Regions from separate parts of the Mus musculus genome. Here regions 1 and 2 are each linked to region 3. The links are chromatin contacts, called in public HiChIP or PLAC-seq and promoter capture Hi-C maps. All regions are on one chromosome and are shown on one strand. Each heading gives the region's core, a stretch centred on a gene start, on an enhancer-like site or on the middle of the called end of the contact. The rest is flanking DNA. Distances are from core to core; before and after follow the strand shown. Region 1 holds the start of Desi1 (desumoylating isopeptidase 1). Region 2 holds the start of Mrtfa (myocardin related transcription factor A). Region 3 holds the start of Ep300 (E1A binding protein p300).

Region 1 (3,384 bases), core at 600-3,099, 430 kb after region 3:
ATTAAAAATAACATATTTCCAAAGACTCTGGCTTAGTATCTGTGAAGCATGGTTCCACAATTCGCACATGTAAGACTCACAAAATGTGCACACATTTAGTACAAAGTAGTTTAGGGCAAAGTTTCCTTCCACTCTGTCTGCTACCAGTTTCTTTGGTAGAGGAACCGTTTTGACCTGAGCTTTTTCTCTCTCTCTTCACTTCCTTTCTTCTTCTTTTATTCCCTCAGGTGTGTGTGTAGCCCAGCTTGTTGGTCTTGAACCCACAGCCCTCTTGCCTCAGCCTCCTTAGTACTAGGATCATCGGAGTGTTTCACCCAGTTGGTTCTAATACAGTTTTTTCAGCTCCCCCCACCCCATCCCATCTGACAATGTATGTTGGAAATGAATGCACTTGTTTTTTGTTTCCATGTTAGAGATCAAACCCCAGGGCTTGGAGCATGCCAAGCAGGAACTCTACCAGTGAGTGAGCAACAGCCTCAGTCAGGTATTTGTGTTTTTAACGAACATCCTAGATGATTCTGATGGGAAACCACATTTAGAAACCACTCGCTGCCCCAGGGTTAAAGGATTAGTAAGTTCAACTCAGTGACACATCACAAATGGATGTCCTCAAAACTTGCCTTGCTTCCTTGATCCCTGCCCCTTGTGTTCCTTAAGAAATAGGCCTTCCTCCAATGTCTCCAGGAAACACTATAGCTATTTATTGAATGATGCAAAACTATGTCAGTTTCAATCCCTGAAATCCATTCCTGTCCACCATTACCTGAAATGACAAGCCTGACAAATCCTATATGACAGACATTTTGGTATTTGACTTGAAGTGAAGTTGGACCTACACTGAAGGGCTCTTTTTCTCTCTCAGCATGAAACCATTTGAACTGAGCACAACCGATATCCTCACCGATACAGCATCCGGTCCTCCCCCAGAACTGCTTTCTTACCATCTGGTCAAAAGCAATTAACTGTTGAGCGAAAATTGCATCGTCGGACAGAACGTAATTAGTTCCAAGATCTGGCTCAGGGTGACCTGACTTGACCTAACCTGGAGCCGGCAAGGGCTCAAGCCTTCCACCGCTCTAGCGCTCTCTTCCCATCCACTCCAAGGACTGCAGAGGGAATTTCCTTTTGGCGCGGAGGGCAGTCGCTCCGAGGGACACCAGAGGATCTCGTCTGCAGTGTTGCTTCCACCACCAGGGACACGAGCTGGAGGTATCCTCACTTTCTCTACTTTGAGCTAAAGAAGCAGGGTTCCCTGGCTTCTTGGGGAATCCACCAAGATCAGTCGGCTAGCCCCAGTCTCTAGCTGAAGAGGAGCTTGCTCTCAGCCGGAGCGTGTGTCTCCTTGGCTTAGATCATGAAGCTGGACAGGGGTTCAGGGAATCCCACCTCACTGTCCTTGCCCTAGTGGATCTTTCCTACCACCCATGGGCCCGTCTTCCCCCACCCCCCTCGGTGGATCGCTTCCAGCGGCCACCTGCCTTCTTCCCACTGACCCCGGTCCCCTCACCCAGCATGATGGGGCTGAGCCGGCGGGCCAGGCCCTTGGACAGGTCGTACACGTAGAGCTTCACCGGATAGAGATTTGGCGGCTCCATCAGGACCCGTGGCGGCGGCCACGATGGCCCTCGGGCACCCGGCAGCGGCTTGGACCTTCCGGTACCCGACCGGGGTGGGGAGAAGAGGGAGCGGGGGACCGAGCCGGGGCCCGGCCTGAGGGCGGGGGAGAGGCGGCCCTGCGCTGCTCGCGCCCGGACACCCGCGACCGGCAACGACTACTGTGAGGTGACAGAGAGAGAGATCCCAGAGACTCCGCACGGAACAGGGGGCAGGGGCGGGGACGCACTTTCACGCATGTGCGTTCGGTGCTGACGGGTTTCGGGGGCGGAGCTTCAAGCGAGGGGCGGGGCTTTCTCTGGCCGCAAGCGTTCCAGTTTAGGGAACAGGGGGTGGAAGCGGGAAATGCGAGTGGGCGTGCCCGCTTGAAGGGTCGAAGGGCGTGTTGTGCGTGATGACGCAACGTCGCTGATTGGGCGAGAGACAAGGAGCCCGCGTGGACGTGGTGCCCACCTTCTGCTGTCCCAGTGGCTTGCCCGCCTGCGGTTAAGGTAGGTTCGCCGCACCACATGTGTTGGATGAGGCCTGCCTTGGTGGCTTGCTTGCACGCTTAGTGTCGCGCGACCCCTGGCCTCACCACGGAGCAGCGCTGTCGACCTGCAGGACCTGGGTCATGCTCCTTTCTCCCCAGAAGGCGGAACAGGACTGGTGGTTGAGCCAATCTCTAGCTGAAGGTTGGGGGAGAAATGAAGACGAATGTTTCAGCCAGAGCACCAAGTACCGTCCCAGTCCAGTTGGAGCTCGAGATAGGACCTTCAGTGCTGAGCCGCTATGTTATACCTCGCCCTCACCCCTAGCCATTTTGGTCCTGCAGCATCCTTAAGGGATAGCCAAGGGGAGGTTGTTGCAGCAATGACCCCATGCACATTTCTCTTGCCTCTCCAATGATATGGAGAGCTTTGGAGGAAGCAGGAGCCATCATTCACATTCTTTATTAGTGACCCGAGCATTTAGAACAGATCTAAAGAGAACCCAGAAGTCTGTCTGTCTGTCTCTCTTTTTTTTTCTGGTGTGTGTGGCATAGGTCCGGGTACACTGTAGGAAAGCGCATTACCACAGAGCTACCTGCCTTGGTTTTTTTTTTTTTTTTTTTTTTCATTTAAATTCATAACTTCTCTCACCTAGTGAGCAAACCAACATGTCAGAGTGGGAGTCCTACTACAAAACTGAGGGCGAGGAAGAGGAAGAGGAGGAGGAGAGCCCCGACACAGGTGGTAAGTGGCCTGTGTGGAAGATTTTCGCTGTGTACTTTTTTTTTTGCTGGGAGCACTTTATGTTGTCTGATATCCCTCCCTTTTCTCCTCAGATAATCTAAAATATTTTTTCTCCCTTTGAGTTTTACAGTTATTATTTAGATCCTATTTCACTCTATGAACATTCCTAACCCTATTTTCCTTTTTTTTTTTTTACTAACCACGATAGAGAATTTATTAATCTTCAATAAATGACTCTGTCCATGGTAATATTTGTCACTTTATTTTTTACATATTTTTGATTGTTTAAAAAAATCTACTTATTTTTATTTTATGTATGTGTGTACACCTCTGTACATGTCTGGTGCAAAAGGGAGCCAGAAGAGGGAGTCGGATCTCCTGCTACTAAAGTTATAGGTGGTTGTGAGCCTCCATGTGCATTCTGTGAAGTGAAGCTGGATCGTGTGTGAGAGAGCGTCAAGTATTCTTAACCATTGCTTTAACCACTGAGCAGCCTCCCCAGCTCCTGTTTGTTTCTGAGGCAAGGTCTTATGTAGACCAGGCTGACTTCAAACTC
Region 2 (3,878 bases), core at 1,232-3,731, 400 kb before region 3:
AGGGGGGTGGCGGGTCATGACCCACAAGTTGAGAATCACTGTTATAGACTGTCCGGTTTCCTTCCTTTTGTCTGGCCCAAGCGCTCATAACTGTTTCTGGAATGTCAGGAAGCCAAGCTCATTTTCTTCCGTCTGGGATGGTCTTTATCTTGTTCAGTGGAATTAAGACACACCTCAAACGCCATCTCTCTTTAAGCTTTCCCACCAATTCAATTATCTTTTTTAAAGCTGTCTTGACATTCTCCTACAATTCTGGGTTTGCACTCAGACTTTATTTCACCTTACTCTAACCACCTGTCACTCACTCTTTCTGCCCCTCGAGACCAAGGACTGTATCTGACTCACCTTGATCTCAGCTCAGAAAAACACCTGGCACATTACATGCCTGGAACAAAAGGTCTGCTGAATGAATAAATGAAGTCATTACTTTAGAAGTGTCCATAATTACTACTGGGTGACCCAAACTTTATGGTTTTGCCCTTTATGGGCTAAGATCCTGTTTTATACTTTTCTGAATCCCGCCCTCGCAGCATTTGGCAGAGTATTAAGGACATGGAAAGTCTGCAGTAAATACTTTTGGATGATAGGAGACACCTCTCTCTCTCATGATTTAAAAACTTCCCCTAGTGAACGTGACTCTGGAAGGCCTTGTTAAAAAGGACACTTCTCAAAAATTCGGGCAAAGAACTGAACGAAATTCAAGCCCTGGACTACAGACATTTTTCTTTGGATCTCTCTCTGAAGAAAGCAGTAGCAGTCTGTGTCTTTCCAAGGCTCAGGCCTTTAATCCCAGCACTCAGAAACCAGAGGCACGCAGAACTCTGGATTCAAGGCCAGCCTGATCTACTTAGTAAGTTCCAGGCCAGCCACAGCTACACAGTGAGACTTTAAAAACAAAACAAAACAAAAAACAGCCAGCTATCAGGAAGCCCTCTGATTTGCTATGAAAGAAACAAACACCAGTAGATGAAACTCAGTTTAACTTTCAGCCAAGGGTTCCCCTCCCTACAGGGATGGGGCTGTGGGCCAGTTGGCTGTACCATTTTACCCCTGGAAGGCAGTTCATTTTCAACAATAAAACTTCATAAGTGGACTTTTTTTGGTGGAAGGGGCTTCTACAGTAAAGCCCTTAAGTTTGACTTCTTGAACATAAAGATCAGGCTACAGGCTTTGGCTTCAGATCTCGAAAACTTACAATTTGGGGACATTCCGGACACTTTATGGATTTTAAAACTATGTGAACCCATGAAGCATAGGTGTAATTTCATCATATTTAAGTAATGAAGTTCACATTCTTAGTCTTCACACACTTTATGCCAAAGTATTCGGGCAAGCAGTAAACTGACCACCAGTCTGTCCTTTGGTTCTGTCATCTAACAAAGAGAAATCCTGACAAAGACAAGCTATACTGTACTCACACACCTATCCAGCAGTTCTCAACATCAGGATACTCGTCTTTTCTTGGATCCCTTCCTTGTATGTGTTGAACACCATTCCAAGCGTTTTATTACGAATTCTTTCATTTACTGTCTGCATTCCAATGTAATAGGTATTGTTAGTTCCATTTTCCAGATAAGCAATCTAAACGTAGGTTTGATAATCTAACAGGGAAAGCTCCAGCACTAACCACTCTATAGTATTAGTGTTTTCTTATGGAGCGAGGAGGGCGGAAGTCATCAAAGGTACATAGACAAACAGTCACACACACATACACACACACACACACACACACACACACACACACACACACACACGCGAGACGGACACTTCTTTGGCGGTCAAGTTTCAAATCTGCGGAGCCCTGCAGACCTGGAGGCACCCATGCTGCTATATGGTCGTCAGGTCCAGGTGAACCTCCTTGCCACGAGAAGCCTGCGGATTGCACCTGGATCCTCCAGGTTTGCACAAGGGCCGGGAGAAAGCGCTCGACCGGTCGGTCCCAAGCAGATTACACACACTCGGGGAGCAGCCAGGGCGGGAACCTAGCTGCTCCCTAGCCAGCACAGCCCTGCAAGGCGGTGCACAGGTGCACGGTCGCACTCGACTGTCCTGTCGAGTGACCAGGGCTTTGAGACCCCAGCCCCTTGGGAAAGGGCGGGACTGGAGTGGAGGACTGCGGGAGGCAATCCCGGGCTCGGAGCCTACAGCGGCCGGCCGGTCCAGGGCACACGCGGAAGGGTCGAGGGGAGAAAGGATGCTCGAGCGGGGCGGGGCCGGTGGGGGAGGGGGACCCTGCCCGAACTCTCACTCACCGCCTCGTTCGCCTCCTGGCCCGGGCTCCGCGGCTCGCCCCACTCCGGTGCCAGCCGCTCACGTATCCTCCCGAGCCTCTAGTACCAGTCAGACTGCACCAAGTTAGGGAGAGGTCCGCGCAAGCCGAGGGAGCGTGGCGAGCGGGAACGAGGGGGTGGGGAGGGTGGGACGGTCGTTCTTGCCGCCGGGGACACCGCAGACACGACCGCCGCCGGCTCCACTCAGCCACGGAAGCTGCGGGCCCTCCCACCACTCCGGGTCCCGCCTCCGCACCCTCCCCCCTACCCGCCTGGGAGCGACAGCCGTATCGACCAATCAGAAACCTAGCGCCGTTAGGGCTAGCCCGATTTAGGGGGCGTTCGCCGAAGGAAGAGGAACGAGGGAGGCTAGTACGGCGGCGCGACTTCTGTGACTGACATCATAGCGCAGCCAATCGGTAACTGAGAGATGACTTCATCGCTGAAGGAAGTCTGGAACTGGCGGAGCGGCCGCCAAGAGGTGGGAGGAGGTCGGCGATGAGCCGGGGGGCGGAGTCTGGGTCTTAAAGAAACCGTAACACATCTGATCACCCTGTCAAAGGGTGACCGCGGAGCTAGCTACCTAGGGTTCGGTGCCCAGCCTGGAGGTTTAATGCAAAAATCCTGCAGTCTTCATCTTGGTCCTTCCTCCTGTCTTTGCTCCGCCGGGACTCCCAAGTCGATTATTTCACATTCGCATTTCCCGAAAGGACACAATAAATGCCGCTCTGGCCTGGAGCCCTGAACTCTGTCATGTCCCTGCCCTTCCGTGGCCAAGCGCTTTTTTTCTCTGAGTCGGTTCTCCTCCGGTAAAAGGACTGACACCTACCTGCCTAGACTGTTGAGATTATTTATCAACAGCGGAAGCGCTTGCAGCTGGAGGGAAAGAGTTGAATGAACCCAGATTTTATCCGGGGCCTCACTGCACTAAATGAATCTGGGCGGCTCTTCCAACTTTAAAATTCTAAACTGCTGGTGTGTAGCCTAAAAGTGTGTGTATGTCTGTGTGTGTGTGGGTGTGTGGGTGTATGTGTGGGAGAGAGAGAGAGAGCATAACTGCATAAATCCAACATTTAAAGAGACTTATCTACTAAAGCGGTGAGACTAGTTAAAGCCCACCCGGTCAAGTTGCTAAGAGCCACTATGGAGGCCCCTTTTCTGGAACACCACCCCTTCCCCCCAACAAAGGGGGAGAGCGCTGAAAAGGAGAAATAATTCGGACTTGGTGCCTTAGTGTTTCCGAAACACTTTCCCTTGGGAGATATAAACAACCGTCTATCTCCTCCTTTTAGGCCACCATCCACTGGATAAACTGAAGTATGATTGCCCCAGAGTCCAACGTGGAAAACCAGTGAGTTTATTGGGCTTGCTAAGAAATCATGGCTGGCCCCCAAAGCAGCGAGACCACCAAAAAGTTGCACCCCAGCATGGATGATGATGTCCCCATAGCTGCGTAGATGACATACACAGTTCAGTTAAACTTCCATAATCTACACAACTCTAGCCAAGTCACAAGACCTCAAGCAGCTAGGGCAAAATTGAGGACTTGAGAGATTCCTCTCCCCAATGAGCGGGGGGATGTTGGAGGAGGTAACTGGGATCCAGCAA
Region 3 (3,592 bases), core at 140-2,639:
GATATGAACTGCTGCTTTCGAGAAGGCTATGAAGAGGATGGAATGTGTGTCTACGATGAAACACAGGTGTTTGGCGGATTTAATGGGGTTCCAAAGATCAACCTGAGAGGGCAAACCCCGGGAGCTCTGACCGTGGTTTTCCTTGTTTTCGCAGAGGAGCGCCTGAGCTTTGACTCGGTTCTGCTCAGAGACCCAGCCCAGGCACCTAACTGTCCACCGACCGAAAATACGTTCTAAGTTCACCCCGGACCCCCCCCCCCCCCACAACTTCTTTCAAAACCTCCCCTTTAAAGGGAGCCACCGAGTGACGCCGGGGGAGTTTGCGGAAGCGCCTACCGCGTTGGGGCCCTTGGGCGGATCCCGTGATTGGAGCCGGCACCGCCCCCGGCGCCGCTTCCCCCATTGTGTGAGCTGCAAGGCAGAGGCCCCGCCCTCGCCCCGCCTCCCTGTTTCTCGGCCCCTCCCCCTCTCACCTCCCCCCCCCCCCAATCTTGGCTCATTTCCGGCCGCCGCCGCCGCTACCGCTATCCTGTAAGGAGGATTCGGCAGAGGCAAGAAACAACAGCCGCCATCTTGTTTGTGTGCTAGCCTGTGGGGGGGGTGGGGGGAGGAGGAGAGAGAGCGGAGAGGGACCGGGAGAGAGAGAGTGGGGCAAGCGGGACGCCCGGCTGAGTGCGAACTGCGCGAGCAGGGAGTGAGGAGGGTACCTGGCTGGAGAGCAGCGGCCGGGACCGAGACAGTGGTTGGGGGCCCCGGGGCGCAAAGGCTGAGGCGACCCTCAGTCCCCTCCTTGCCCGCACACACCCCCACCGCAGCCCGGGCCGGCGTCGACGCCTAAGGGGGGGAAACCATTACATAAGCCCGCGCCCCGCGGCGCCTCTGCCCGCCGTCCGAGGCGGCCCCCGAGCCGAGCCCCCGGCAGGCACCTGGCTGCCGGGGGGGTGAGGGCCAGGGAGGCGGCCGGACTGATTTCTCCTCCCCGGGCTTGCGAGTGGAGGCGGAGAAGCGCGGCGCGCGGAGAGGCCGCGTCGGTGGGCTCGGCGTCAGCGCGGGCTTGCGGGCGGACGGCCCTGCTTGGCCCGGCCCGGCCCCCCTGGCCCTTCGGGCCGGCGAGCTCCACGCTCGGCGTCGTCGCTGCTGCGCCTCTGCTTGTCCGCTGCGCGATGTGAGGCGGCCCCGGCGCCAGTCTGGCTCTCGGCTCGGCTGAGCTCAGTGTGGCCATTAGGGGCCGGTGCGGCAGCGGCGGCGCGGAGCGCAGCGGCAGGAGGAGGAGGAGGGCGGCTCTCAGGGTGGGGGCGCAGGCCCGGGAGGGGGCACCGGGAGGAGGTGAGTGTCTCTGGTCGCCTCCTCCTCTCCCCCTTTTTCGCCCCCGCCTCCTTGTGGCGATGAGAAGGAGGAGGACAGCGCCGAGGAGGAAGAAGCTGATGGCGGCGGCGGAGCTCCGAGAGACCTCGGCTGGGCAGGGGCTCGCCGTGGCGGGCTGGGGACTGCGTCTGTAGAGCTGTGAGTTCCCGAGAATTCGCTGCAGCGGACGTGCTCGTGGGATCAGTGTTGCTGTACCCTCCTCCCGGCCTGGTTTAGGCCCGGCCCCTCGCACTTGCCCCTACCATTTCTGTTGAGTCCGCATCCCTCTCCGGCCACCGCAACCAGGCGAAGAGAAAAAGGAACTTCCCCCCACCCCTGTTGGGTGGCGGCGGAGCTCCGGAGCCCACCCTTAGGAGCGGGGCGGGGACCCCGTTTCGGAGAAGAGATTTCCTCAGGATTCTCGTTTTTTTCCTCGGTTGTATCTCCGAAAGAATTAAAAATGGCCGAGAATGTGGTGGAACCCGGGCCGCCTTCAGCCAAGCGGCCTAAACTCTCATCTCCGGCCCTCTCGGCGTCCGCCAGCGATGGCACAGGTTAGTCTCGGGACTCCCGGCCTTCCATAGTTCCCTTCGTCTTTTCTGCTCGTTGCACCTTCATTCCAGGGTGCTTCTGTGTATCTCTTCCCATTTCCCCGGCCGGTGTTTAATTTTAAAGGTTTTTGAATGGACTGGTCGAAGACGTCCAGTAGCCCAACCATTTTCTTTGCCTTCTGATACATTCATTGCAACACTATGTCATGTCAGATCGTTGTGTGTTCTGGAATTAAGAGGTTGGAAGTGGGAGCTGCGGGGACCTTTATTGTTGGCTCCATGCAATTTAATTTGGGAAATGCCGGTACAATCGTGTGTGAGGGCTTTTATGCACTTTTACTATTTTTGTTACTGGTGAATGAGGGATTTCAGCTCTTTCTCCCCTGTTGCAATGAATTCTTTTTTTCTCTGCTTTCCCACCTTTAATGATTTTTGCTCCTGTGAGGCAGATTTTCTGTTGAGGAATGGGGGCGGAAGACAAATCTTGGTGTCTGCGATCCAAGGTTTTAAGTGTAACTAAAGTTCAACAAAATTTCATTCTTAGGTCCCCTCTCCCCATCCTTGCCTCAAGAGTCAGTATGGACCGCAGTTTATTTTATATCCATTTGCCATGAAACCAAAATGTCTCAAACTGCGTGTTGAGGTGTAGACCTGAGGCGTTTCCTTTGCAGTTTGTCACACTCTTACTTAGAAGGGAAAGAAAAAAGATGAAGCCTTTCTGGAATTAGGTACTTAGAAATGGGAGATAATAAGTTGAAAGACTCCCAGTCATGAACTTCCAACTAAAGTGATTGTACAAGTTTAAAAATGAACAGGAGGTTTTGTGCTTGCATGTTTGTTTTGTTTTGCTTTTTGGACCTTTGCAATTCCAGTTTACAAGATGAAGGAATTCTTTTCTCCAGTCAGCCCCTTTGTTAGGAGACCTGAAGGGAGACTCTCCCTTGTCTGTTCTTTTTCCTGCTTACTGTTAGTTTAGTGTTATTCTGATGATCACTGACCTGGTCCTCTCTTGCTGTCTGACTTGTTTGAGAGGCCAGGATAATGAAGAAGAAGAAGAAGAAAAAGAAGAAGAAGAAGAAGAATGGCTAGTCATCTGACAGTCCACTAGATGTTCCTCCTTACTGCAAGCATCCCTTTAACTCAGAGAAGAGGCTCCAGATCTCTCCTTCTGCCAATGAGAGTGTATAGTGGAGTTAAACGTACCCTGCAAGTTGTAGAGAATGTGTGGGCCATGTTTCTGAGTAGGATTTCTATTAAGGCCTGGAAATAAGATAGAACTAGTGCATTACTCTGCTTTTTTAGCAGCTGTATTTCGAACCATGAGTTTTGCTCACCTGCAACAGTTGGGAAGGATAAGTCTTGCAGTGTTCTAAGGCTCTAACTTTAGTTATATGTGAGCATTCAGCTGTAAAGTTTCCGTAGTCTTAGAGAATTTTTTTTAAATTATGTCTTTGAAATTCATAGGCATAGATATTTTATAGACATATTTGCTCTGGATTTTTGTTTCCTCCTCTGCCCCCATAATAAGTGTACTTCTGTAACATGTTCACAAGTTACCATATTTGACATAGCCAGTAACAAGAAATATTATGGAAAACTTTTTAAAATTAAATTTTTGGATGTTCTGATTTTGAGTGACTTAGTCATAAAGTCTGTTCATGTAATTCTGTTCAGATGGACTACTGCATTCTTTATCT

The links. HiChIP or PLAC-seq counts read pairs in DNA pulled down with a chosen protein or histone mark. Capture Hi-C pulls out chosen DNA fragments and counts their contacts.
Region 1: a contact with region 3 is called in a promoter capture Hi-C map of adipose tissue. The contact joins the promoter of Desi1 here to the promoter of Ep300 in region 3. A contact is called at or near these places in 1 of 39 promoter capture datasets (erythroid cells), 3 of 115 datasets of contacts at active chromatin or transcription factors (the SCID.adh cell line, embryonic stem cells and memory CD8 T cells) and 1 of 9 other capture datasets (adipose tissue).
Region 2: a contact with region 3 is called in a FOXA1 HiChIP or PLAC-seq map of pancreatic cancer cells. The contact joins the promoter of Mrtfa here to the promoter of Ep300 in region 3. A contact is called at or near these places in 4 of 484 Hi-C or Micro-C datasets (CD4 T cells and embryonic stem cells) and 1 of 115 datasets of contacts at active chromatin or transcription factors (pancreatic cancer cells).

Annotation. Positions count from the first base shown.
Region 1 is chr15:82,014,371-82,017,754 of GRCm38.p6, forward strand. Desi1 (desumoylating isopeptidase 1) reads right to left here and starts at 1,850. Exons shown (of 6, transcript NM_134095.3): 1 at 1,508-1,850. The coding sequence starts at 1,595. It overlaps Xrcc6 (X-ray repair complementing defective repair in Chinese hamster cells 6), which reads left to right and starts at 1,999. Exons shown (of 13, transcript NM_010247.2): 1 at 1,999-2,105; 2 at 2,740-2,828. The coding sequence starts at 2,753.
Region 2 is chr15:81,188,255-81,192,132 of GRCm38.p6, forward strand. Mrtfa (myocardin related transcription factor A) reads right to left here and starts at 2,482. Exons shown (of 14, transcript NM_001082536.2): 1 at 2,253-2,482. 4930483J18Rik (RIKEN cDNA 4930483J18 gene) reads left to right here and starts at 2,599. Exons shown (of 2, transcript NR_015603.1): 1 at 2,599-2,751; 2 at 3,563-3,878.
Region 3 is chr15:81,584,825-81,588,416 of GRCm38.p6, forward strand. Ep300 (E1A binding protein p300) reads left to right here and starts at 1,390. Exons shown (of 31, transcript NM_177821.6): 1 at 1,390-1,898. The coding sequence starts at 1,805.